Regions from separate parts of the Mus musculus genome. Here regions 2, 3, 4, 5, 6 and 7 are each linked to region 1. The links are chromatin contacts, called in public HiCAR-type, HiChIP or PLAC-seq and promoter capture Hi-C maps. All regions are on one chromosome and are shown on one strand. The core of a region is the stretch at or near the end of the contact, and the rest is flanking DNA. Distances in the headings are between cores, read along the strand shown. Region 1 holds the start of Nsmaf (neutral sphingomyelinase (N-SMase) activation associated factor). Region 2 holds the start of Tgs1 (trimethylguanosine synthase 1). Region 3 holds the start of Lyn (LYN proto-oncogene, Src family tyrosine kinase). Region 4 holds the start of 6330407A03Rik (RIKEN cDNA 6330407A03 gene). Region 5 overlaps Gm50597 (a long non-coding RNA gene). Region 6 overlaps Lyn (LYN proto-oncogene, Src family tyrosine kinase). Region 7 holds the start of Rps20 (ribosomal protein S20).

Region 1 (3,709 bases), core at 508-3,007:
CAGTTAGTTACTGCCTCAGACTCCCCAGTGTGTTGGGGTTACAGGCTGGACCTGATATGCTTCATTATTTTAATTGTTTTTTTCTCACATGGATGCCCGGATGCATATTCAGATCCCCGCCCACATGTGGCAGATACTTTGCTGGCAGCTATCTCCCCAGCCCCACACGAGTTCCAGCCTATGTAGACAGTAGTTGAGGACAGCAACAAGATCTCTTGGCAGCTTTGAACAGGTACTGAAAGGGGCTTAGGGCCATCCGGAGGAACCCTTAGAAATGATGCCAGAGCTTTAAGGCTCTTAATATGGAGAGGGAACGAGATGGAAGTCCCCCGTTTTTGTAAGCTAAGATCAAAGCTTGAGAGAACTCAGGACCTGGATAGAATTTGGCCAAGGAGAGACTCTGTCACTCTCCACCACTACCAGGACCACATCTTTCCTCAATGTTTAATGAAAAGAAAACTTAGATTCTGGTCTATTTTTTAATTACTTTATTCCAGCCAAATTAATTTCTCTCCTTTGAGTCCATAGCATCTACTATACTATTTGCCACACAGAAAATTTTCAGATGGTATCTTAGCCATTCTCATAATCTTATGTCATTGTGCACACATGCACACAAGCTCGTTCCCAAGGACCATTAGGGTAGTTACAGAGTCTGTGCAGCACTCGGATAAAAGGAAGAGATTCACTGACATAGGGTACTCAGGTCTCTTCAGTTATGACTTCCGATCTTCCCCCACATGCTGCCAGTGATGAAGGACAGCTAATTGTTGCCATTGTTGTGCTTTTTTTTCAACCCTGCAGAACTTGATTCTTAAGCCAACACTAGGAGTGTTTCAACACACACAACTTAGAGGCTTGTTATTTGAGAGTCCCTTAAAGGTAAGCAATATCCAGCGTATTCTCAGGGTATTGAGAAATCATAACCCCAATGAAATACGAGTCATAGTTGGCAGGACAGAATATAAAAGGTAAGTATTGTTGAAGGTAAGAACCTTTCTTTACTGCTAGTGGGAGTTAAATGGATACTTTGAAAGCACAGTAGCAGACTTTCAGAGTTCACAGATGGACTTATTAAAACAGTCTAGAAACTCCACCCTTTGATTTCGACTTCACTCAACAGAAATGAAAGCATTTACACACATAAACGGGTACGTGAATGCTTATAGCCAAAAGGTGGGAACACTGCTGTGCCTGGCAACTGTTGAATATATTAACAGGAATGCAGTGTGTGATACAATGGAATACACTTCCGTGATAAAAAGGAATAGAATGTTGACTTGTGCTATACCTCAGACGAACCTTGGAAGCATTGTGCTAAATGAAAGAAATCAGACACAAAGACCACATATTGTATGGATGTTTTTATTCTAGATGTCCAGGCTAGGCAAATTCACAGAGACAGAAAGTTAAGTACTGTTTTCTAGGGCAAAGGTTTGTGGAGATGCACCTAGGAGTAGTGATTGCTAAAAGGTAAAGGTTTCTTTTTGAGATAGTAAAAATATCCCATCACTGTGATAATAGTTGCAACCTAAATATGAATATTACTAAGAACCGCTACACCATACACGGGCGAAAAAAATAAAATAAAATCCCATCGATTATTTATTTCAAAGACTGAAATTTGGGACTAAACATCCAAAAACCTTGTTATTTCAAATCCCCGCCGCCAACGAACTGGGGGGCTCCCGGGCAGGTCTCAGGCTCACGTGGGAGGTATCCTCGCCGCAGCAGCGCTGCAGAGGTTAGTCGGGGCAGTGTAGGACGCGGCTCCCGCGGCCTCAGGTCACTGCGCGCCCCTCCTCCGGGCCTGAGTCACGGCGTCGCCCGAGTCCCCACGCGAGGATGCTGCGGTGAGCGCCGTCCGGACGCCGCGGGCCCTGGGGCGCAGCGTGGGGCTCCCGGCCGCCCGCCCGCCTGCCCGCCCGGTGCGGCCGCTCGGGACTGCTCGGGACAGTCGGCGGCCTGCGAGCCCTGGGCCTCCATGGCGTTCACCCGGAAGAGGCAGCGCGAGCAGCAGCTGCAGCTCTACTCCAAGGAGAGGTGCGCGGGGCGGGAGGCCGGGCCGGGCGGCAGCCGGGGACTCTCCTGCAGGCCGCGGCCGCCTCCGGGGCCGCAGAGCCGCGCGCGGGTGGGCCCGGCTGGCGGGGGCGCCTGGGGACGCGAAGGCAGGGCGGTCCCCGCGCCCGCCCGCCCGCCGTCCCACGCCGGCGTCTCCCCACCGACCCTCCGCGCCCTGCATGGGAGGCTGTTGGGGAAGCGCGTGCGGCGGGGCGGCCGCGGTCAGCCGCGGCCCAGGGAGGACGTGGGTAGAGCTCCGGCCTCCCTCAGATCCCGTCCCCGCACAGGAAAGCGCACTTCCGCCCCGTGGGTCCCTCCCAGGGCGGTTGGTTTTGTGACCCAGCTGTGGTTCCAGCGGGAACGCGGGCTACATTTTTGTTTGTTTGTTTTGAGATGCGGGTTTGTCTGTGGGAGCCGGGATCCGACGGTCACGTTGTTGCTGAGTGGATCCAGCGAAGCAGGCTATGCCAGGAAATGCAGGTGCAGCTTTTATTCTGGGTGCTCTGCGGAGGCTTCACCTGTAGCTATTGCTCAACCCGCCCTCTTCCCCAAGCCCCGCATCTCTCTCTAAGATGTAGTGGGCTGGCAGGGTGGTCCGCGCTGAAATTACCTTTCCACCTCCGGAATTTAAATGGAATTTCTTTGTCTGGCACCCGACGACTTGTTAAGACTTGTTGGTGCTCTGTGTTACATTGAAGAGCATTCAGATTAACATTTGAAATGTTTTAAACGCGTGGCCTGTCATGTTTCTAGGACTTAGTCATTTGTAACAATCCTGTGATAAACAGCGAAATCGGACAGGGGGTGTTTTGTCGTAGATTCTGACTTATTTTAATCGTCTTACGCTGCTCTGTAATGTTAGAGGAACTCGCTGCCCCGGTTATTTCCAGCAAATGCTGGTTTGTTTACATATTATGTACATATGTTCACAGTACTCCAAGGTAGGAGTGCTCCCAGCCCAAACATTTATCAGCTGCCAGCATCAACTCTTCCCTACACTCAGCACCAGCAGCTGATTTCTACTTCCTGATCACCCCAAATTTTTATTTTGAACGTAAACCAAGCAGATTCTTTATAAATCATAGAATCCATTTTTAAAAAGGGGAACTTTTAAAAGTTAACTTTGGAAAACCAACCTTACAGAGACCCAGATCTACCATTTCTGCCCACGCGTTTCTTGGCTTATCTTTTGGCAACATTGGCTTCAAATGGGCAACGTGTTTATAAAGGTGTCGGGTTTCAGCTATCTCAGGGTTTCGCTATCTCAGAGAACAGTTCTTTCCCAGAGCTTGAGGCTAGCTTCAGAGATAACCAGGGGCCTCTCTGCTGGGTGTACTCACAGAGGGTTTAGATTTCTACAGCTACCAAACACTGAACCCAGAGAAAGAGAAACTGAAGTTAGCTTGTGTCTCTGACTGCTGATTCAGCTGCAGTTAGAATACGGTACATTTTCCACATAAGTAGAAGCTCCTGCCTGGGAGATTCTGCCGCAGTGATGACAGAAGACTGGAGAAAAGTCGGTATATTCCAGATGTTTAGTGAGATAGAGATGAACAGCGCTGGTATTGTATATGGCATTTAAGAGGGCCGGAGAAAGAAACCGGCTGGAATTGTTAGGTACGATATGAGACTCGGTTAAATATTAATT
Region 2 (3,709 bases), core at 704-3,203, 2.9 Mb after region 1:
AGTCCAACTTTTCTTCCTTTCCTTTTTTTCTTTTTCTTTTTTTCTTCTTCTTGAGATAGGCTTTCTTTGTGTAACAGAACCCTGACTGTGCTAAAACCTATCTGAAGACCAGGCTGGCCTCGATCTCAAGAGATCAGCCTGCCTCTGCCTCCCCCTTCCTGAGTGCTGGGATTAAAGGCGTGAGTATTCACACCAGCCTATTTTAATACTTACTCAAACTATTTTTACATAAAAGTAATGTTTTCACTCAGGCCATTTTTACATAAAATTCTGTTAAGGATACTGGTTTTCTCGACTTTCTGCCAAAAAGGCACTTCAAGAAGACTCTAAATGGAGGAGTTCCTTTCCTCTCCCAAGGCTTCATATTTTTCACTGTCCATCCTGCCAGATTGCTATCAAAGCACCACAGACATGTCTCTTATCCAGTTGAGTTAACTGAGTAATTGTGCAAACCGCTACCTTAGTGCAATATTGATCTCTTTTGCTTAGAAAGTGAATTCAGCGCAGCCTGGTCCCATCTTATATTCCATTACCTACCAGCATCTAATAGGAGCATAAAAAAGAACTTTACTGAATTAAATGTACACCTGAGCGTTGGGAGTCATTTTTGTCTGCTTCTGTAAAAGCCTGTCTGTTAGGCGGAGTCAAGGCAGGTCAGGCTGACAGATTTCCTGGCCTGCCAACGGCATGGAACAAAAAGCTACAACTGAGGCTCAAGGAGAGAGGCTGAACGTTCGATTAATCTTTGTGGAAGGAACAGGGAGGCCTCCGGATGGGAACAGATATCCATTCTCTGTCAGCCATTGTCTGTGCTAGTTTGTGACTTTGTTTCCCATGATACTGTAAAGTGTATTAAGGTTATGAGAAATACATTTGGGGCCAGTGTGGTTCAGGCCTGCAGCCCTCCGGATTTCTAACCTTTGTCTCTGAGTCTTCTTTTCGGTCTTATAATCATCCTCACTCCCCCACTAGAAGACTGTTCAACTCTGAACCAGCAGGACCTGTGCAAATGAGCCTAGTACATTTTTTAAATGTTAAATTTAACATGGTGTTATATTTCTTTTTTGAGGAAACTTTCAGATATCTTCCCTCAAGTACATAATGAAAATGAGTACCTTCAAATTTAAAATTTGTCAATGCTTTTCCCACCAGAAGGTACTTTCTATTCTGGCAATTTTAAACATGAAACCAACATTTCCCCCAGAGATGTCTCTAAAACTGCCATAAACAGTTAACACTTTTATCTCAAATAATTAGACGTTTCAGATACATAAATTTTTGTTGGAAAGGATTTTACAGTTTGCAAATAGAGCTCTAATTTGATCCTTCATCTCATCAATCTATTTGTATTAGTTTACACTTCACACTCCATCTTACTGGTATAGCTCAGGATGGTCTTGAATTTGCTATCCTTCTGCATGGCCAATACCTGGGCCATCTCGCCCGACTCAACCAATGTTGAGATTGGCCCTTCATTTATGGAAACCCGAAATGACACATATAAGGTACCACATTTAAAAAAAAATCAAAATTATATTAATCTTCCCTTTAGTAATTGCAGTAGAACATTCCTTCATGCCCGCGGGGTTTCGAGTTTCTTAGACATCAGGTCATGTGGCTTTCTGGAAAGCCTCTCTCTAACTCTGCGACACCCCCATTCCTGAGCAAGGACAGAAAGTGAGAGAGGACCGTCGCGACTTACTCCACAAATGCCCGGGAGCAGAGGCAAAGGATCTTGTACTCCTCCTCGCGGTCTTCAATGAAGAGCAGCATTTCGGCCACATGGTTCCACTTCTCGCAACACATTTCGTTATCCGGGCTCGCTCTGGTGTTGTCCGCGACTGGGCCGGGCGCTGTTGCTGAAGACAGAAAGGCGTAACTCGCGCGGGCAGAGGAGCGGAACGCGCCTGGGGACGCTCGAGCCGGGAGCCAGCCAGCCGCGCTACCGGAAGCAGCGACAGCAGCTACCGGAAGGGGCGGGGCGACCGACGGTCCTACACCCAATGTGGCTCGGCCTTCTTCCTCTCAGGCAGTTAAAGGAAACCGGCACTACCCGCGTGTCTGCTTCTCCCGGCTCTGCCGCCGACCAGCTGCCGAGGTCGCCGATTTCCTGTGACTTTCTTGTCAGGTGCGTCGAGCTCCCCATGGACTTCTCCATGCTGTTCTAGCCGGTAGCAGGCGTGGTGTCCTGGTCGCGGGGCCCGGAGCGGAAAGCCGGACTAGTTCCCGGCCTCTGCGCCTGCGCCGTGCAGTATATCTACAACTGCAGTATTCCTTCCTTTCATAACTCCTAAATTCAATATACCAGTCTAGATGTGAATTATAGATAGGCATGGTGGTATACACCTTTAATCTCAGACTTGGGAGGCAGAAGCAGACAGATCTCTCTGAGATCAAGGCCAGCTTAGTCTGCAGAGCAAGTCAGGTCCACACAGATGCTGTCTCAAAAATAACTAAATGTCTTACAGCATTATTGGAGAGAGTGACTAGAGTTAGACTATGATGCAGTAGAAGAGTAGTCATTAAAAGAGTAGGGGACTTTAACCAAAAGTAGAAGAGCATTTTTATATTGAAAAACAAAATCTTTGCAAGGTAATGTACATCAGAACCCGGAGAAAGAAGCTTGAACTCAAGGGGTTTTTGTTGTTTGTTTTCTTTTTATTGATAAGTGACACATGGGTGTGAGGAGAAGGCTTATTGGTTATTCGAGTTGGTTAAAGGGACAAAACATTCACGGGTGCATGAAAGTTGTCCTCCGCCTTCACATGCTCACTCATGCATCCTCCCCACAGGGTCAGGTGATTAAAAAAAAACATTTTAAAATTCTTTAAAAAGCCAATGGCATGTAATAATTTTACATATTTCTGGGTCACGGGGCAGCATTTCAGTGCATGTAGAAGATCATGAGAAGATACATTCATGAGAAGATCCGGGGAAACGATATATTTCTCACCTCAGACACTGTTTCTTTGTGTTGGGGCATTCAAACTGTTCTCTCTTAGCTGTTTTTGGATACTCACTTTGTAATCCAGTTTTCCTACTGTGCTTTAAAAGTTAAGTCTTCCTTTTGGCTATGCTCCACACCCACTAAATCACCATGTCTATATACTTCCCTGCACTTGTCCTGACTCGCTGTTAATCTTTGAGATTAACTTCCTTGTATGAGAGACTGATATGGCACCACCCAGAGTTAGTGTGAGACTTCCCACCTCCATTAACAACAGCAAAACCAACCAAACAACCTCACAGACATTCTCAGAGGTTTGTCTCTTAGGTGGTTCTAAACCCATAAGCTGACAGTCAAGAGTAGCAACAACAGTGTTGCTATCTATTCTTCATATGTTTGATAGCCAGTGACTATTCAAGCCCCCCTTTTAATGGGATTATTTGGGTTTTTTGACTACTTAGAAATAAATCTTTTGACTCTAGAAATAAATCTACTGTTCAACTAATAGTTTTTTTTTTTGTTTTTTGTTTTTTGTTTTTTGTTTTTGTTTTTTTTTTGTTTTTTTTGCTTTGGATGTCTGTTCTTTGGAGGGCATAGTTTCCCCTATATTTTCTTTTAATACTTTAAAGGGCAAAATAACATTGCTGCCTTTGTTTAAAAGAAATTGGTGGCAAGAGCGTGGGTTTATTTTTATATTCTGTTTGGTTTCCTTGGTCTACATGTCTTCATGACAGTTCCATGTTCTGGTTACATTGAAGGTGG
Region 3 (3,709 bases), core at 718-3,217, 2.8 Mb after region 1:
GCCCAAACGGATCATAACCAAGGCTCTTGGGAGCTGAATTTTTAAAACAACAAAACCCCCAAATCACCCTGCCTTTCTCCAAATGAGGACCTGGATAGGCAGCAATCCTGAGGGGAGGAGAGTTTCATTTCACTTAAGAAGGGCCCAGGAAGCCGGGCTTGGTGGCGCACGCCTTTAATCCCAGCACTCGGGAGGCAGAGACAGGCAGATTTCTGAGTTCGAGGCCAGCCTGGTCTACAGAGTGAGTTCCAGGACAGCCAGGACTATACAGAGAAACCCTGTCTCGACCCCCCCCCCCAAAAAAAAAGAGAAGGGACCAGGAAGTTCCTGAACCCACAGGGCATAGCCTATTTCCCTAAAACATGTTATGGGTGTTAACTCCACAGAGAGAAAACACCCTACAGATAGCCGAGCTTCGGAGCAAAGAGTCCATCGTCTTCCACGTTAGGTCTTAAGATCTCTTGAACTGGGGGAATCCCAGGAACCTCTGAGGCAGCACAGCACACGTTTCAGGTGTTTTATTAGATAGATTTTCAAGTCAGCTAGCTCACTCAGACATGTGGTCTCGGGTTTAAAAATCGCCAAACTGCCAACCACCAAAGGCCTCCGATTTTATAGATGATCAGTTGTACCAAGTAACTTTCATATAACATTATATTCATATAATGTTCAAGGACCTTCAGTGTACTAAACCTATGAAGTAGGTTCATAGTCAATCAGGCGGAAACCCAAACCGGGAACTTCAATAATTCGCAGTCACTGAGAGAATGCAGGGCCTAGATTCCCACCTGGATTCTGAACAGCAAAGAAGTTGGGCGGATTAGCATAATTAACAAAAACACCGGTACTCCAATAAATAAAGAGACAACCACAAGCACCCCAAGTAGCGGGGACTATTGGGAAAAAAAACAAAAAACAAAAAACACTACACCAACAGCATAGGGAAGTCACTATAGTCAGCCAAGATAAGGCAGGCAAGTGGGAACTGTCGCACACACCCTTCCCCCATTCAGAAGGAAAGGCATCCCTGAATTCTTAAAATAACTCTAGCTTCCTCTTGGCCAAGGCGTTGGACTACTCCTCTGCGGGCTGACAGAAGTCGAGCTACGCGGGAGGTCAAGCTACAGCCTCTGTGGCAGCCGTTCGACGTCACCACCTTGCCTCGAGTCAACAGGGACCTCAGCTGTCAGCCAACCTTAGAGAGGGGCTGGGTTCAAACCCCCCTTCTCATCCCTGGGGACTCAAGGTCCGATCTGGACACTAAATACTGGATCCCAGATGACTCCCTCTGGAATCCCCACCGCGCTCCCTTTCGGAGTGGACTCAGGCCACTTCTCTCTGCCAGGCAAGAGAAGCTGGAGAGGGGCATGGGAGAGACTTGACGCCAAGGACCCAGGGGCGCCCACCCTGTGCGCACTGCCCACCACGCCTCCGCGCCGCTCCGCTGCGGACACCTGCGGAGTCGCCGCCCCCGCGTCCCCGCTCGATCGCCCCGGCGAGTCACAGTCTCCCAAGGCTGAAGGAGTCTAGATGCTCTCGCCACCCGGGGCCAGCGCGAGCGCCACCAAGAAGCAGTGCGCGACCTCTGCTGCGGGCGCCGTGGCTGCACCGAAACCCGGAGTCCCAAGCCAAGAAAGCGACCTGTGATCCGGTCTCTGACCCAGCCCCGGTCCCTGCCCGGTCCACCCTACGCACCCACCCTGCGCTCAAGCCCCGGACTTACTCGCTCGTGGTGGAAGTTTCGGGGCGGCGGAACTCCACGGTGACTTCGGTTAAAAGCTGTTCACGCGACGGGATAGCCCTGCGGGGCCCGCCTGGGAAGCAGCTGCGGGCCGGTGTCTTAGGACGCGTGACCGGGACTTGCGGGCACACTGCTCGGGGAACAGTGCCCGGCCTGCAGCAACCTATTAGCTGCAGAACGTTGGCCGGGAGGCGCCCAGGCCCGGCTCGGTGGGAGAGGAACTGGCTGTCGCTGGGCTCGGCCGAGAGGTCCCAGCTACTTCCTGGTGCTCGAATTTGCATACTGTGCTGGGAGGGCGGGGAAGTGACCGTTTGGTTCCTGTCCAAGGTTTGGTATTTGGTGTAGCCATCGCTCAGGGTTTTACAAGCAAACAGACTTTGGAGACCCAGACCGCAAGTTGGGAGAGTGGCGGTAGCCTCGGAAACAACATTCTCCCCAGGGCTGCGTGGAAGATCTAGGGGTTCTCGAGGGTCGTGGAAAACGTTCACCTTACTTCACTGTTCCTTAGGACCCAACTCCTCAATGCACTGTGTCTTGGGAGCAGAAGCAGCACTCTCTGTGTGTGTTTGGAGCTTCCAGAGAGAAAAAAACCGGTATCAGCGAGTAGATGTTTGGAGGGTATGGCGAGGGGGAATCTTTGCTTTAACAATCAAAACATCAAATTCCTTAAAGGTGTACAAGGAGTGCTGAAGATATTCACTGGAATGAGGAGTGGGAACTCGCTATGGAGTTAAAGGGCATGCCAATAGCTGAAAGCTTCCAGGAAAATGGAGCTAAGACTACTTATCAAGAACTGTCCTCTGTAGCAGGCTCGCATTGATTAGCATGTGGTCCTGGTAACATTACTGCATTCCTAACAAATGCTGTGTCCTTGTGTTCCTATGTGTACACAGTACTTGGCATACTGTAGGTACATAACCAGTGTGTGTTGTAAGATTGCTTGTTCAAACCAAATTTTGACTTGATAAATGCCCCTTACTGAACCAAGATATGCAATTAGCCTCAGTCACTATGATACCCACTTATGCTAATCTGACTTCTGTTTTCTGGGATTCCCTAATTGCAGTTCAACAGGTCAGAACAGGTACCTTGTAACAAAGTCCAGTACAGCTGTCATTTGTTACTAATGAAGGAAGACTAACATTTGTGAGCACACTGATTCACCAGTTTTGTTGTTTTTCTTTTCTTTTTTTCAGACAGGGTTTCTCGTTGTAACCCTGGGTGTTCTAGAACTCACCCTGCAGATTATGCTGGGCTTGAAACCAGCAATCTGCTTCCCAAGTGCTGGAATTAAAGGTGTGCACCAGCATTTCCTGGCCCCTCCATTTTTCAGTCAACCAGGGACTATGAAGATGGTGCCAGAGATTATAATGGAGCTGAAAAATCTGTATCACTTAGTGGTGTCGTAGCTGTCATAGCTCTTTCAGTGTGACAGTGCAAGACAGATCTACAGCGTTTGTGATGATGCTGATACCAACAAGTCCTCTCTACCGTTGTGGACCATGACTCCTGATTGCATCAAAAAGGACATAAAGTGAGTGACCTGGAGCACATAGGTTTAAGTGAGTGTACGATGTCTACCAGAAGACGAAATCACCAAAGAGCATGCTTCTTAGAGTGCCCCCATCACTAAGCCACAGGAATAACTCCTCAAACAAAAACAGTAGGAAGGTGGTTATTCCTATAATGAACAGTGCTACTGTCACTGTCCTGCTGAAGAGTAGCCAGTGTGTTAGCCTGGGAATCTGTGGTGCATATGAACTGTTATCTGTCAAGTATCGTATAGAACAGTGTAGTTTAAAACCTGTTATCCCAACCCTCTTGGGAGTGTGTGTGGGGGGGGGGGGCGGGGGGGAGTTTGAATGACCCTTTCATGGGGATAACAGGAAAATACATATATTTAAACTGTGGTTCATAACAGTGGCAAAATTACAGTTATGAAGTAGCTATGAAAACAACTATAAGGTT
Region 4 (3,709 bases), core at 793-3,292, 2.7 Mb after region 1:
TTAAGAATGCTAAAAGAATTATATAATTATATAAAATATTATATTTGTAATTTACAATAATGAATTTTGTCCAAAAGTGTTTTAATTTACATTATGTTTTTATAAAACGGTTACAAGGCATGTTAAGAACAAAGGAAATCGAAACAAACATTTTAACCCTTACTCTTCCATGATAGGTCAGTTGTTTTTTTCTTTTTTTTTCATTATCAAGGTATCCACATAAGCTACAATGTTTTACTCCTGTAAAAACATGGTTATGCTAGGTGTGGCGTGGCACATGCCTTTAATCACAGCACTCAGGAGGCAGAAGCAGGTGGACCTCTGTGAGTTCAAGACCAGCTTAGTGTACAAAATGAGTCAACCTAGTCTACAAAATGAGTCCAGGATAGCCAACTCTGTCTCAAAAAACCCTGGTCTCAAACTCACAGAGATTAAAGGTTAACTCCACATGAACCTGGCCCAAGATTCTCAAAGCTTAACAAATAAGACACTTTACTAACTGGCTAAACGATACATTGCAGGACAATGAAGTGTCCTGGAGAGACTTTAACAGACCCCAGGAGTTTAAAATGAGAAATAAGAAGCAAAAGCCAGTGCAGATTCAGAGCTGTTCCTCTTAAAAATGAGGCCAAGAAGAGATGATATAAAAGGATGGCTCTTGGGGGTCAAGCCACCTCAGGGCACCAAGTGACAGAATGCTCTAGGGGACCTCAAGCTTTCAGGGGATATGCCATGGTGAAGGCTTGTTCCAGCACTGGCTCAGCTATGTACACCTCCCTCCCTCACATCTTAGCTTTGTGAAACCAGGTTGGCTGTGTCTGGTGTGATTCAAAACTAGCAAGTGTCAACTGCAAATCAATGGAACAGAAACAGGACAGTTTGAGAAGTTTCATGTCAAGATACACTTGACCCATTTGCGAGTGACTGTGATTATTAAAATATAACAGAAATAGGATTCTTCCTTCTAATGTATGACATCTTTTCAAACAGCATTGTGTCCTTATATCCAAAATGTATTCCAGTTTTGGATTCACTACTCGCAGAATATCTTCCATTCTAGGACTACTAGAAAAAAAAAAAACTGTAGTTGGAGGACCATGAACCAAGAGTGCCAGAGAAGCTGTGACTCAGTACTTGGGAGAAATAGGAGCCAGGGGTTAGTCTGTGTGGGTGAGGCTGGCAGAGGCTATACATCTTGAGTATGGTGTTAGGAACACACAGCATGTGACCACCAGCCAGTACTGAGGCAGTGGCTGGCACTTAGCAATTTTGCCTTCACTTTCTACATCGCTCAGAGTCCAGACAGAGACACTACTGGCTTTCCAGGGGACTAATACTCTAGGGAAGGCTGTCACTCAGTTTCAGACCATATCTTTTTATATATATATAAAATGTAAAATTGGCTCAGTGGTCCCAGCACCTGGGGTAGAGACAGGAGGATCAGTTCAGTGTCATCTTCTGCTACTTAAACTGAAGGCCCTGGCTCATAAGCAATACATAAGTAAATGCATTGTAAAAATCAGTAAGATAAAACTAAAAGGAAAAATTTAAGGTTTAAAGAACACAAAACACAAGCAAACATCATGTAATATTACAATAAAAATCCCAACGCTAAAATAAAATACAATACTTTGTACCTCTGTAGTATGTTGGAAGTTTGAAAACTTCTTTTTTTTTTTTTCTGGACAGGGATTACCTGTGTCATTCTAGCTTTGCTGGAAGTCACTCTGTAGACCAGACTGGCCTCTGCATCCCAAGTGCTAGAATTAAATGCCTTGACACTACTCCTGACACTACTTCGACATTATTTACTTTATGTATGTACTTCAACAGCATATCACAAAATTCTACCGAATTTTCATTTTTAATTAAATTCCTCACCACACTGTCCACTCAGCATGGGAAACCACAGCTGTCCAGTGTTGTCATTTCCTAGTCAAATCCAGTCCCCTCAGGTCCCATCAATTCTGTGAGAGATTTACATTTGGGTTCTGAGTTCTGGGAAGGCATGCATGAGAAAATGGTAATTTTTGATTTTCTTCCCCACGTTGATCCCCTCCCCCCCAGCAGACCTACATGATATCAACGATTACAGGATCTATGTAGAGGTGCGGTTGCCCACCAGTTGGTCCCCGTGGCATTGGTCTTCCCTCTGCCCTGTACTATGGTTATGACTAGGAACATTATTTTACATTTAAAATTCTCCAGAGACTTCCTCCCATCTATTACCTTCCCGATTTAATACAAAGGACACACAGAGAAACAAGCTTGAAAATGTGATGCTCTCTTCCGAGTGTCCTCCCAGCTCACAGCTCTCTTTGTTCTTCCTTAATGCCAGCCCGAGAATTTACCTATTTTATCATCAATCTATCTCTCATGTAAATGTAGGTCCATGAAGGCCACACTTTCTGTCAGTAGTGTACAGTACTGAATTGTCAATGAAGGACATTCTAAACCTTGCATAGCTATTGTACAATAAAGGCTACTTGGTAGGATAAATAGGCAGTAAGTGTTCAGTACTGTCCTTACAATCACCTCTCATTAGATCAAAGAGTCCTGCCTTTCTTTGTGAGCAGTACACACTCACATAGACACCGTACTGCTCACAGTCTGACAATACCCCTCTCCAGCCTAACTGTCAATCATCTGCATGGCTCCAGCAGAAAATTTCTGTCAGAGGCAGAGATTTCAACCCATGAACATGCGGTCATCTTGCCTCCTCATCTCTACTTGAGCAAGCTCTTCCCATGTAGGCAAATCTAACCAGCCCTCCAAACCAAATGCAAGGCCTGGCCAGCTGGCCTTCCACAGCTCACACATTCCTCTGCCTCGTATTTCTTCTCTCCTCAGTCACAAGTACCAACATTAATAACTCACAATGTGACTTTACGTGTGCATTGAGCCCTCAGTATTGGAAACAGGTGCAACTATTCCTTAACCCCACTGCACACACCCTGAGGGCAGGCGCAACTTCACCTCTGTCACCTCTGTCACCTCTGTGACATCATCATACTTAAGTGAAGAGAGGCATCTTGAACTCTGACACAAACAAAATCACTAGTTTCTAGGTCTCTGGGCAAACAATTGTCTGCTTCCATGCTCCTTGCAGGTACCTTAAACAGAGAAAGGAGACCGTGCAGCCTGCACCACCACAACGGCTACCTGTCACCAAGGCAGTGGCCAAGCACCATTTACTGAATCAAAGCAGACTCAGAAATTCTATGAACTATGTTTCGTGGTTTATAAAAAGCTTATAAGTAGAACCCATACTTTTATGGCCATATTTTTTTGGTTTATAATAAATTATCAATAAATGTTAATTCCCAAAGTTATTTTACTTTTAGGTATAGCTACACCAAACACTGAGCCAAACCCCACCCTACTTCATTAAGAATCGGGAAAAACTCGAAGGATTTTGGCTAAAAGACTCTTGCTTTAAAACAACCATTTTCCTGCTGTAAAGCAGAAAAAGGCCATAGTATGGGGAAATCAGGTCCCACCTGGAACTTTCATTTGTTAGTAGACACATAAACACCAGAAAAGTTTCTTAATGTAATGGTATTTACTTCATCTGTGAATTCAGATAATTCCACTCTTTCCAAGGCTATTGTGAGAACTAAGTAAAATACCAGATGCTAAATGCTTCTTAAATGGCAGGTAAACAATGGTTGTGTCCCAGCTTCCTTCCCTGTCCCCTACAGCAAAGAAA
Region 5 (3,709 bases), core at 669-3,168, 2.7 Mb before region 1:
CTAGTGACCTATGACCCTCATTGGCCAGGCAGGAAGCAGGCATCTTTCCCATCCTTTCCTTCCAGGGATGATTCTCAGTCAGTGGCTCTTCGTGGGTCCTTTCCTCCTGGCAAGCTTATGTCATGGGCACTGTGGGAACTGGCAAAAACAACACACAAGTCTATGACCCAGAGGAGACCTGGACACATGAGACACTGGGCACATGTGCCTGTGAGGAGCCCCAACACATAAAAACAGTCATAGCTAATGAAATTAAATGGCCAAAATAGATGGCCACCTTCAGACCCTCCGGTATTCTACAAAGAGAGGGAAGCCCCACAGGAGCTCAGCCCGAAACAAGACCTTTTTTTATCATCACACAGTGGCCGAGCTATGCCCTTACATCAGCAGCTGACTTCCACCCTTACTGTGGAGGGAAGGCAAGGATCGAGTAGATGGTTTAGTTTGGATTGGTTTGGTTTAAATTATCAAATCAGATGTGGAGAGAAGTGAACAAAATCTCATTTACTCCTGATACTATGTACAAACAGAAAAACAAAGATAAAAATGTCAGTCCGTGTTCACACAACCTGGGGCTTCACAAGAGGTTTGCAAATGTGGGTAGTGGCTAGCTAACATATACCCATTACTACACGCTATGAGGGTGTGGGGAGGAAAAGAGAATGTGGTGTGTGTGTGTGTGTGTGTGTGTGTGTGTGTGTGTGTCAACATCTACTATATAAATAAATGCAGAAATAAAATAGTAAAAAAAAAAAGCCAGAAATATGTTTGATGCCTTTATTGATCGCACTGACCTTTCTTAAGTAATAAATATCCAAGCGAGGTCAAGGCTCTCTTGGTGTCAATGTCTCAGTGAGATCACTTTACTGAATCAAAGGGAGAGACCAAGGAGGAAAGGAGAGGAAAAGGAGGGGCTAATGGAGAATGGGGCTCACACTATGCAGGACCCAAAGGGGGCAGATGCTTTGGGTCCATTTTATGTCAGATGCATCTGTACCCACCTGGAACAGGTATTATTGTTAGTCCCATCTGGATGAGTTCAAATGAACTCAAACCGAGCACAAGTCTGGATTGTTTCCCTCAGTAACACAGAGGGCAGCACCTGGCTCAACAGATAATGATCTCATTCTGCCACTAGCCCCTTCATATGAATATTATAACAGAAATATTCTTGAGCTGTTTTGACTCAAAGGGGGAAAAAAAAAACAGGGTGAATATTTCGTAAATACAGGTTGGGCTGCTAGATGAGTTGCAAACATTTGCTTCGACTGTATCTATCCAGCAAAATGCATCGCTTCTCACAGGGTCATGTAACACGCAGCTGCCTGCCCAAATCGCCCAGCTATAGGCATGACTATTACACAAGAGGGCTTTCATTTACACAGGCCCAGGAGCGATCGGATAGAGGAAAGAATCAATACCGTCTGTAGAGAAATAAATCGCACTGGAAACGGGGAAGCAGGGGCTGTTTGTGTGGCAGCCAGGAATCCTCTACCAAAGACGCCATGATTTAATCTGCTGAAGAGCTTCCGGGGAAGGCTGGGGCCCACCCTTCCCTGCAGCTCTGCTTGGAGACCCTCTCAGGTTCCTGCAAAGCGCCCTTTTGACAGCCTGAGCTCAGAGTGGACTTCGCTGCCACCAAAGCCACTAGGTGAAAATCACAAAACAAAAACAAAAACAAAAACAAAAACAAAAACAAAAACAAAAACAAAACCCTGCTCGGCATCACTGCTGGTGCTTCTGAAAGCAGTATGAAAGAGATTCCTGCGACCAGCGAGCTTGCCCGCAGCCCTCACTTCACCACCTTCAGCTCCTTTCATTATTCTGTGAGCTGACTTGCCTTCTGCCTGGCCACACACAGCCTTGCTGGAGATGTGCCTGCTTCCTCGGTATTGCTATCCAGGACAATTGCATCCTTGGCCTGCGTCACAGGTCCCAGATCCCAGCCCCTCGGCCCTGAAGGCTCAGCCTTGGCCTGCCCTGCACCCCTGCCCCTGATGACGGCGCCCCCACGTGTGATTCTTGAGGATTTGGTGGTAAATGAGTTCACTGTCTCCTGCATTTTCACAAAATCCTTCTGAAGCTGGAAGAATGTGTCATCGACTGATAAAAATGCTAAATGACAACTCATTTTCATTTTGCAGAACAGAATTGTTTAATATTTCATTTCTATCACCTGCTCATTTTAGGGCAGCCCACACATGACAGGAAGGGCTCCCCGGAGAATTGCTTAAAAGGTTAAAGCTTCCGACAAGCAGCCATCCTGAGGCTCTGCTTCCCGGCGGTCGCGCGCCCAAGTCCGCCTTCGTTGATGTCTCAATGCTGCCCTCTGCTGGCGAGTGGAGCACCGGCATAGCCTGGAAATGAGACACTGAGAAGCCACAGGAGCCCAGCGGGGCTGTGAGAAGCGTGGAACACATGAAGTTTTCTACCTCCTCCAAGGGCATCCCGACCTCTTCTGAGGGTCTTTCAACTGCTCTTTCGCCAGCATGGATTCCTCTGCCAATTTTCAAGTTGTCTGCACACCAATAATGGCGAGAAGCCATGTGTCCAAAGGCTTTCCTCCCTGAAGGACTGATGGATGTTGAAGATGCCTGACAAGGTCAAATGAGGTCAAGTTGAAAAGAGCGACAGTGCATAGGGTGGACAGGTCGGATCTGAGGATAAAATACAAACGTATGCCACCAGCCACAAGCCCCATAAAATCCTCACAATGGGAACCCAATCCCTCTACTCAGCTAGCCCAACCCACATCACTCCAGCAGTCTTTCTTTTCCAGGTTTCAATTATCTGTCCTCACCCACGTTCTGAAAATGTTACGTGGAAAGTTCCATACATAAGTAAGTTGTACGTTTTGTATTGAATGCTATTCTAAGTGGGGCAATGACACTTCACAGTATCCAGTCCCTTCCTATCTGGAATGAGAATCGAACCTTTGTTCTCTGTATCCACACTATATAGGCTACCTTCCCGTTACTCACGTGACCCTCAGCTCGCTTATTGAGGTATCACAAAGTTTGTGCTCAGTAAACCAAATTTACTTGTACAACAACCCCTTCGAGCAAGACAGGCAATGCTAGGAATTTAGGCGTGCCAAAGACAAGTTGGAAAGTGCTTTTGATAAATGGGAAGGTGCTATAATAATAAGCTTAATAAGAAAAGAACAAAACGTCTAGTAACATTGTTAAGATCTACACTTTCAGAAAGACATTTAGAAAACAAGAGAAAATGACTATTAACGTTTGTTGTAATTTTCTGTCTTACTGCTCTCGTTAACCTTTTCCTGAACCTTGTTGTAGGTTAATTTATAGATTTAACTTACTAATTTATAAGTTAAATTTTGACCTAGGTGTGTATATGTAGAAATATATTAAATATACCTAAGGATATATGTATCAGTAGGATGAATAGTTTCAGGCTTCCTCTGAGGGTCTTAGAATGTGCCCTTCATGATTAAAGGGTATACTATCTTCTCTCTGCCTCCACTGGAGCTGGCCTGGGGGAAGGTCTCAGCAACCCTCCCTCTCCATTCCATGTCCAATCATAGCCACATCTGGTAGCTGCCAGGCATCCCAGCCTTCAGTCCTGGCTTTCTCAGGCCCATCCTCCACATTATGGCAAAGAGATCTGCGTTGAACAAGTGAACTAACAGGCTGTTCTTATTATGACATTGAAGAAAGCCTTATACGTTCAACTAAACCCGGCTATT
Region 6 (3,709 bases), core at 555-3,054, 2.7 Mb after region 1:
GTGTGTGTTCATATGTGTATGTGTGTGTTTGTGCATCTTTTGTGTGACAGTGTAAACATTGCATGTAGTTGCTCATAGAAGCCAGAAGGGGGCATCAGATCCCCTGGAGCTGGAGTTGCAGGCAGTTGAGAGCAGCCCAACATGAGAACGGGGAACTGAACTTGGGCCCTCTCTAACAGCAGTTTGTGGTCTTAACTACTGAGCTATCTTTTTAGCCCCATGGTAATGGGTTTTGGTTTGGTTTTTTTTTTTTTTTTTTTTTTTTTTTTTTTTTTTTTTCCTTTCTTTCAGTTTTTCGAGACAGGGTTTCTCTGTATAGCCCTGGCTGTCCTGGAACTCACTTTGTAGACCAGGCTAGCCTTGAACTCAGACATCCACCTGCCTCTGCCTCCCAAGTGCTGAGATTAAAGGCATGCGCCACCACTGCCCGGCATAATCTTAGATTCTTAAGTGAGGAAATATATGCTATTCTCTGGATGTTGTAGCCCCCAAATTCATATATTGATACCCTGACCCTCAATATGATCCTTATGTGTTGGCAGTTGTAAAGTAATAAGTCAGGGCATCATGGAAGACTTGGTGTCCTTACACAAGAGACCACAGAGAGCTTCCTGGTCCCTTCCACCTTGGGTAGCCATAGCTGTTAAGGGAGAATGTGTGTGTGTGCATGCATGTGTGCATGCATGTGTGCATGCCTGAGCCAGGAACTGAATGTGCTGGCACTTCCTCCCGGACATCCCTAGAACTCTGAGAAGTAAATGCCTGTTGTGTGAGCCATGCAGTCCATGATGATTTGTGGTAGAAACCAGAACTAAGACAAAAGAAGTGAAGAAATTGAATTTTTAATAATACAAGTTCATTATAAGGCACCAGGACATGAGGGCTGTGCTTGTTAGTAAGACTCACTCTATCAAGATCTTGCTAAGGAAGAGCTGTAGGTCCAGCTCTCCAGAGCCTCTGAGCACAGTCCCTCAAGATGAACTGAATATACTCTGACAACAAAGCAAGGGCATGAGGCAGAATGAAGGATTCCAATAGACAATGACCTCGAGAGAAGAAGGTGCCACTTAGTGCTGGCAGGAAGTGTGGCAGAGCTCTAAAATAAATTAGAGGATTGTTCCACCAAATTACAGTCAAGGATAAGGAATGAAGGTGTGTGTGCATGTGTGCTTGTATGTGTTTATTTGTGTTTGTTTATGTGCATGTTTGTGGTGCGTGTTTGTGTGTGCTTGTGTGTGTGCATGTTTGTGGTGTGTGTTTGTGTTTGCTTGTTTGTGTGCATGTTTGTGATGTGTGTTTGTGTGTGCTTGTGTGTGTGTTTACGTGTGTTTGCTTGTGTGCAGGCTTATGGTGTGTGTGTGTGTGTTTGTGTGTGCTTGTCTGTATGTTTGTGTGTGTGTGTTTAAGAGAGTTAGAAGTCACTTCCAATTAGGATTACTTCTAATAGAGTCCATTGCCCCCCAGATTCTGCCTTAAACTGCAGCAGCTCATCTGGAAGGACCAGACTCCTCCATCACTGTGAGCAGCAGCCTCATTACATCATGCTGTGAAGCCCACTCAAGTCCCTTGCCCTCTACTGCTCAGCAAAGGAGCAGCTCTTTAGCACTTCCTTTCCTTCCAGGCCTCATCCTGGGTCCCCTTCCAGAGTCAACCAAGTCCCACCCTGAACCTTTCTCCTGTTCTACAGTGTTGTTTTGCACAAACACTACTGGCAGCTAAGGGTTGTAGCTTTACCTTTGTTTTTATTCTGTTCAGGTGCTTACTGTTGTCACGGCAACCAGATAATAAACACCTCTAAGACAAAGGCCGCACTGTATATCTTTTCTATTTCACTTTTATCTAGTGCAACTTTGCTGCTGTTACTAATCTCCCTCAGTAAAATGAGCTAAGGTTTTGTTTTTGTTTTAAGATTTATTTATTTATTTTATATATCATGCCTCAGTTATTCTTACTGCGCTGACACACCAACCTTAGGCAAACTTACTAAAGCCAAAGAAAGTGGAAGAGTGCAGAGCGTGCTGGGACTAAGCAGAAGAATGGGCCAAGCAGTTGTTACACAACTGGATGGAATGTTTGGCTTAAGGAGACAGAGAGATCCCTTGCTGAAATGAGCCAGAGGCAGGTTCTAGAGCCCCAGCGGGATACAAACAACTGTGTGGTCATTACTGATGGTCTCTGAGCCCGTTTCCAGTCCTCCTTAGTTATTGCCTTTTTGAAATGCTGGTCACACCTAGCTAACAGTCTAATAATTATATAGACCCTGGGCACGGCATGCAAAGAAGCTGAGGCTGGAAATAATCCCAACTTAGGCCTAAACTCAGTTAACTAGAAACCTGTGTGGGAAACACAGATACAAGCATCACAGACAGCAAGGGCTCATGCTCTGCCATGGATTCCCAGGGTCAGCTCATTGAAGAACATTCCAAGAACTTGCTAGGAGGGCTCCACACACACCTACTCAAGCTAGGCACCTGTTGAAAGCGTTTGGAGGCGATTCTCTGAAGCAGTAACAGTATTGAACAAGCCTTGTGTACTTTGGCTTTCTATTCCAGGTAGAGTGCTTTTCCGAGCTCAGCTTCTAAACGATGGTGATGGTGGTGGTAATAGTGGTACTGGTGGTGGGTATTGATTATGATGGCGACTGTTAGGTAGTGAGAGAGATAGTAACCACTACTAGTTCAGCATTTACTGTGTTTTACAGATTTTATACTTAATTCATGTTTGACCCTAATAACAACCACTAGGCAGGTTTTACTCCCATGGAACACATGCAAATGAAGCTTAGAGAAGATAAAGGCCTCAGAAAACAGCAGTGTGAAGGAAGCCCATGGAGGTACATGACAACCACAGCCCGTGACCAAGCTCTGTCCAGAATGGTGCCTTGAAAATGTTTCTGACTGAAGCAAATGCTGTGAAACACACCCTTGCTGAGTGTGCTGCTCTCCTGGGAGGACAGGCAGAGCTACCAGGCAAGGTGGAGGTCTGTGAGCCACGGGGTCCACATCAGCCTAGCAACCTAGCCACAGAAGATTATGATGCTACCTGGGGTGAAGGGCTGCCTTGTCTTGTTAGTTGACAAACAGCCCTGCAGTGTCAGGAAATGAGTCCTGAGATGTAGCCTCTCTGATGCACCTTGGGAAAGAAGAGAGGCTTCCGGGATGCTCTTACTCACTCACCAGTCAGCCAGACTTTCCTCAAGTAACAGCCAACTGGCTGATTATTTTCAATAACCAGTCAGCGGAAGAGCCTGCCCTCCCACAAGCCCAGAGCCACAGGTTTGGCCAAGCACACAAGTCAGAGATGAGAAGTATCAGCTTCTAACAGAAGTCATGTCAGGAGCTGCAGCATGCAGAAACCGAATATTGCTTCTTACTCGTGTAGGCTGTGTGTGTGTGTGTGTGTGTGTGTGTATAGGGTGTGCTGGATCAGGGCTGGACCTTAGACTGTAGTCAGCATCCCAGAGGCTACTGTGGACTGCTAGCCTGTTGTCATGCCTTAGTAGGGACCCATCCTTAGATATCAATCATTAAGTGATCTTGCTATTGTTCAAGCACTGTGTGCTGTACTTACATAGCCTAAGGTGGTGACATCATCACTAGGTACTATAATCTGAGACGACGGTTGTGTATGCAGTCAATGGCTGGCACAGCATTGGAATTTGGTAACCATGGGTGGTTTTTCACGCAAAGTGATTCTCACAGCACAACAG
Region 7 (3,709 bases), core at 392-2,891, 2.6 Mb after region 1:
AAATGCAGGTTTTAGCTATGGTGGTGGCCAATGCCTTTAATCCCACCCAGTATTCTAGAGGCAGAGACAAGAAGATCTCTGTAAATTCCAGAGCGGCCCAGACTAAAGTCTTAAAAAAAAAAAAAAAAAAGAAAAAAAAAAAAAAAGCAGACACTCAGGAGGCAGAGGCAGAGGCAGAGGCAGGTAGATCTCAGGGTGCAGGCCAGCCTGGTCTACAGAATAATTTCAGAACAGCCAGGGCTACACAAAGGAACTCTACCTCACACAAAAACAAAGCAGAACAAAACAAATAGTCAAGAAAGGAAAAGAAAAACAAAGTTAGACTTTTTTCTGATGTTAAGTCTACTAGTAGTCTAAGAGGTCAATGGATTATATTTAAAAATAATTGAACTCGAAAACTCCCCTAACTTTAACACTTACCTAATTGTTCAATGACAGCAAAACTTCATGTACACTGTGAGTCAGAAAGCCAGTTCCTAGTTAGGTCGAATCCCGACCAAGCAAGTGAATCGGTGCTGGCGCTCCCAAAGCTCAGAAGAACATGGCTTAGGGAGTTCTCCTTGGAGGGGAATCAGTGCTCTGGGTTTGGCAACTCGGAGCAAGTAACTTTCACCTACAAAATAATGTTATTTCCTCCTGTGTTGTCTGTAACCCACCTCCAGGCTTACATTCTATTTGACCTTGCGCAGTGGGTAGTGTAGATTAATCTGCACCATCCTCTGCGTCCTAGGACATTTGACCTGAGGACATTTGGCTTTCTTTCTGCTGTACGCAGACACTAATTTTATTATGAACAACTGCTCCGTTCTAAGGAGTCCCCGGAGGTCTCAGCCATCATAACATAGCAGAACGGAGCTCCATCGCAACATAGAGAAGAGAATATTAAAACTGGGTAGATGGGTTCCAGGCCAGGCTGCAGGTACAATGCCCTGTGACCCCACAGAGCACTGGGACTAGAGTTCTGCCTTCACTTAATTGAACTAACTGAAGCTAAACCTGGGTTTCCAGCAGATATAGACGTTTCCAATATTCCTGGAAGCCCAAAGCCAAAATATCACAAAAGGGCATTTCAGCTCCGAAAAGCAGTTTCCGAATAATTTTTAGAATATAAGCTTAGTAATTAATGGGGGGTGGGGGGGAGGTGGGGTGTGTGTGTGTGTGGGGGGGGTGCCACAGCTCTCGTCAGAAGACAAGTTTCCGAAAACCACTATCTCCTTCTACAAGGATTCACAAGATTGAACTCAGGGTGTCAGCTCATGGATGGAGTGCGTTTTCCTGCTAAGCCCTGACTTCTGTCTTCAGCACCAAGTAAATAAATGCCCTGTCACGATCATTCTTCCCCAAGGTCCGTGTCAGCTAACCTCAAAACAACTCTTCCCTTGTCAGACAAAAGCAAGCTGATCGAGTATGCATGCGAAGCATATTTCGCACTGTAAAGACCGTAGGTGCTTGTGCAGAGAGCACCTGGCATGAGTTTTCTCCGCTCCAGCTTCGTCTGTCCTCCGAGTCAGGACAGGGACTCCGCCGAGAGGCCAGAGGGCGCGCGCGCGTCCTCGCCTTTCCCGCCAACTAGGCGGGGACGCAGCCCGGCCTCCCCCACGGCGACCTCTTCGCGGGCGGGGCGGTTCCTGTTCCGGGTCACAAAGCACCCGGATGCGCACGTGCTTTATAAGCGCCCGGCGCCGTCCGGCCCCTCCTTTCTGAGCCCCGGCGGTGCGCGCTACGGAGCTCGGCCAGCCTGCTCCGTCCTGACTCACCGCTGTTCGCTCCTGCTGAGGAACAAGTCGGTCAGGAAGCCGCGCCTCAGCCATGGTGAGGTGGGGGGCGTCGCCACGCGGCCTGGGGCGTCGGCGGGGCTCGACTTGCTGGGGCGCCGGGAGCGCAGAGCCCGGGAGAGGGCTCCCGCCGCGGCGAGGGCCCGGGAGAGGGTCCTCATGGCGGTTGTGTAGGAGTGGGCCTCCACTTACGGGTCGCTGTTTGTTTTTCCCGCCTGGGTGATAACAGGCATTTAAAGATACCGGAAAGACGCCCGTGGAGCCCGAAGTGGCGATTCACCGAATTCGAATCACGCTCACCAGCCGCAACGTGAAGTCGCTGGAGAAGGGTCAGTACGATGCTCGGGGTGGCTTGGTGATCGCTGGGGCGCGGTCGGCGATGAGGAGATACCAACCGTATTGAGTTATAGTGATATTTCTTATACGCTATTCTGAGCCGATAGGCGAACTTGTTTAAAACGCCTCGAGTCATTCTGAGTTAACTGAAAGACCATGCTTTCTTAACCCGCAGTTTGTGCGGACTTGATCAGAGGCGCCAAGGAAAAGAATCTGAAAGTGAAAGGACCGGTGCGCATGCCTACCAAGGTAAGGGACAGGTAGACTCGAGTACTGGTAGACTGGTGGGGAGGGGGAAGGTCAGAGTTTGATTGCCAAATAAATTCAGAGATTAAATTTACATTCCTAAGAATACAAGTTATTAGGGGCCAAATGTCTGGTGGCGATTGAGTATGATACCTTTCTTAAAGCAAACTCCAAAACTCTCTAGTAAAGGTTGCTGAAACCTGTTAACATACAGAGAAAATGGTTCAGAAATGGACTAATTTTGTTTTATTGCAGACTTTGAGAATCACTACCAGAAAAACACCTTGTGGTGAAGGTTCCAAGACCTGGGATCGATTCCAGATGAGGATCCACAAGCGACTCATTGATTTACATAGTCCTTCTGAGATTGTTAAGCAGATTACTTCCATCAGTATTGAGCCGGGAGTTGAGGTTGAAGTCACCATTGCAGATGCCTAAGACAACTGAATAAATCGTCTTAATGGTCAAATTTTGCTGGCTTTTGTTCAGGTTTTTTTTTTTTAATTCATGTTTATGAGTGTAAATGTGTGTGTCACAGGGGTGTCAGATGTTCTTTGAACCACCATGTAGGTGCTGGAAACCCAACCTGCATCCTCGGAGAGAACAGGTTCCTTAACCACTGAGCAAGTACTGAAGCATTAAACTGCTTTTAAAAATGAAGGTGTGCTAACAGATTGGTCAGGTGAAAAAGAGACGTTAGGTTTCCTGCAGGGGGCGCTAAGCCAATTTAAAGACTAAGTTGGGTTAGAAAAGAGCAGATTGCATCCTTGATCTTTTAAGCCTGGGGATTTTGTTTTGTTTTGGGATAGGGTCCCAACACAGAACAGGCTGACCTCATTAAATATCAATCTTATTTGATTGCCTCTGCTCCCAGAGTACTGGAATTAAAGGCAGGGACCACTGTATTAGCCATTCTGAGTTATTTGAAATGGACTCTGCAGGCCATACTTGGTCAAAATTCTGCCTTCTCAATTACAGGCATGAGCCACTATGCCTGGTTTACTTACTAATAGATGTCCAAAGACTAGTGTATGAAAATTTTGCTTTTCCAGGTGATTTGTGAAAGGCAGGGTGGCCTCTCCCATGTCACACTACTTGGGTTACTCATGTTGCAACATATCTGCAACTTTAGGTTGAGGGGATTTGAGCCTGCATGTGCCACTTTGGCCAACTGAACTAATCTTTAATTCCATCTAAAACTTTTAAATCTCAGTCATGTGTTCAACTGGAAAATAACCTAGAGTGTGCTATGTTGACTTCAGGTACACATCAAAGCAGGTTTTAGTGATGTAGAAGCTGTGTTTGAGTTGAACTAGTGTTGAGGCTAGGCTTAGGTACCATAGAACTTTGGT

What was found. Promoter capture Hi-C pulls out the DNA fragments that hold promoters and counts their contacts. HiCAR-type assays count read pairs that join an accessible place to other places. HiChIP or PLAC-seq counts read pairs in DNA pulled down with a chosen protein or histone mark.
Region 2: a contact with region 1 is called in a promoter capture Hi-C map of pre-B cells. The contact joins the promoter of Tgs1 here to the promoter of Nsmaf in region 1. A contact is called at or near these places in 4 of 39 promoter capture datasets (the 3T3-L1 cell line, the C10 cell line, cranial neural crest and 1 more) and 1 of 484 Hi-C or Micro-C datasets (B cells).
Region 3: a contact with region 1 is called in a promoter capture Hi-C map of pre-B cells. The contact joins the promoter of Lyn here to the promoter of Nsmaf in region 1. A contact is called at or near these places in 3 of 39 promoter capture datasets (liver and pre-B cells).
Region 4: a contact with region 1 is called in a promoter capture Hi-C map of liver, with 4 times the contacts expected there. The contact joins the promoter of 6330407A03Rik here to the promoter of Nsmaf in region 1. A contact is called at or near these places in 3 of 39 promoter capture datasets (the C10 cell line and liver).
Region 5: a promoter capture Hi-C map of the HPC-7 cell line shows a contact between it and region 1, with 10 times the contacts expected there. The contact joins the enhancer-like site here to the promoter of Nsmaf in region 1. A contact is called at or near these places in 9 of 39 promoter capture datasets (the 3T3-L1 cell line, the C10 cell line, the HPC-7 cell line and 5 more).
Region 6: an H3K27ac HiChIP or PLAC-seq map of extraembryonic endoderm stem cells shows a contact between it and region 1, with 24 times the contacts expected there. The contact joins the enhancer-like site here to the promoter of Nsmaf in region 1. A contact is called at or near these places in 3 of 39 promoter capture datasets (hippocampal neurons and liver) and 2 of 115 datasets of contacts at active chromatin or transcription factors (extraembryonic endoderm stem cells and pro-B cells).
Region 7: a contact with region 1 is called in a HiCAR-type map of astrocytes, with 6 times the contacts expected there. The contact joins the promoter of Rps20 here to the promoter of Nsmaf in region 1. A contact is called at or near these places in 5 of 39 promoter capture datasets (the C10 cell line, cranial neural crest, embryonic stem cells and 2 more) and 1 of 115 datasets of contacts at active chromatin or transcription factors (astrocytes).

Annotation. Positions count from the first base shown.
Region 1 is chr4:6,452,319-6,456,027 of GRCm38.p6, reverse strand. Nsmaf (neutral sphingomyelinase (N-SMase) activation associated factor) reads left to right here and starts at 1,757. Exons shown (of 31, transcript NM_010945.2): 1 at 1,757-2,043. The coding sequence starts at 1,985.
Region 2 is chr4:3,573,123-3,576,831 of GRCm38.p6, reverse strand. Tgs1 (trimethylguanosine synthase 1) reads right to left here and starts at 1,953. Exons shown (of 13, transcript NM_054089.4): 1 at 1,703-1,953. The coding sequence starts at 1,806. It overlaps Tmem68 (transmembrane protein 68), which reads left to right and starts at 1,979. Exons shown (of 8, transcript NM_028097.4): 1 at 1,979-2,128.
Region 3 is chr4:3,676,379-3,680,087 of GRCm38.p6, reverse strand. It overlaps Lyn (LYN proto-oncogene, Src family tyrosine kinase), which reads right to left and starts at 1,967. Exons shown (of 13, transcript NM_001111096.1): 1 at 1,724-1,967. Gm42250 (a long non-coding RNA gene) reads left to right here and starts at 1,980. Exons shown (of 5, transcript XR_881076.3): 1 at 1,980-3,275.
Region 4 is chr4:3,713,297-3,717,005 of GRCm38.p6, reverse strand. It overlaps 6330407A03Rik (RIKEN cDNA 6330407A03 gene), which reads right to left and starts at 2,042. Exons shown (of 1, transcript NR_028126.1): 1 at 193-2,042. The region is part of intron 1 of Lyn (LYN proto-oncogene, Src family tyrosine kinase); the gene reads right to left.
Region 5 is chr4:9,134,595-9,138,303 of GRCm38.p6, reverse strand. Gm50597 (a long non-coding RNA gene) reads right to left here. Exons shown (of 2, transcript XR_001784233.1): 2 at 2,131-2,594. Gm34288 (a long non-coding RNA gene) reads left to right here. Exons shown (of 4, transcript XR_881105.2): 2 at 2,780-2,840. Among named protein-coding and RNA genes, the nearest start is that of Gm34288, 6.2 kb to the left of the region's middle. Within about 2 kb of position 1,918, at least 95 of the 459 cell types and tissues checked have an H3K27ac peak or open chromatin away from gene starts, as enhancers often do. A contact at or near this core is called in the HPC-7 cell line, where this site is marked.
Region 6 is chr4:3,776,961-3,780,669 of GRCm38.p6, reverse strand. The region is part of intron 10 of Lyn (LYN proto-oncogene, Src family tyrosine kinase); the gene reads right to left. Among named protein-coding and RNA genes, the nearest start is that of Gm22781, 18 kb to the left of the region's middle. Within about 2 kb of position 1,804, at least 33 of the 459 cell types and tissues checked have an H3K27ac peak or open chromatin away from gene starts, as enhancers often do. A contact at or near this core is called in extraembryonic endoderm stem cells, where this site is marked.
Region 7 is chr4:3,833,587-3,837,295 of GRCm38.p6, reverse strand. It overlaps Rps20 (ribosomal protein S20), which reads left to right and starts at 1,641. Exons shown (of 4, transcript NM_026147.6): 1 at 1,641-1,812; 2 at 2,005-2,104; 3 at 2,287-2,360; 4 at 2,613-3,709. The coding sequence starts at 1,810. The coding sequence ends at 2,795. Gm32823 (a long non-coding RNA gene) reads right to left here and starts at 1,647. Exons shown (of 5, transcript XR_881078.2): 1 at 1,362-1,647; 2 at 421-613. LOC115490074 (a small nucleolar RNA gene) reads left to right here and starts at 2,150; the gene lies at 2,150-2,217.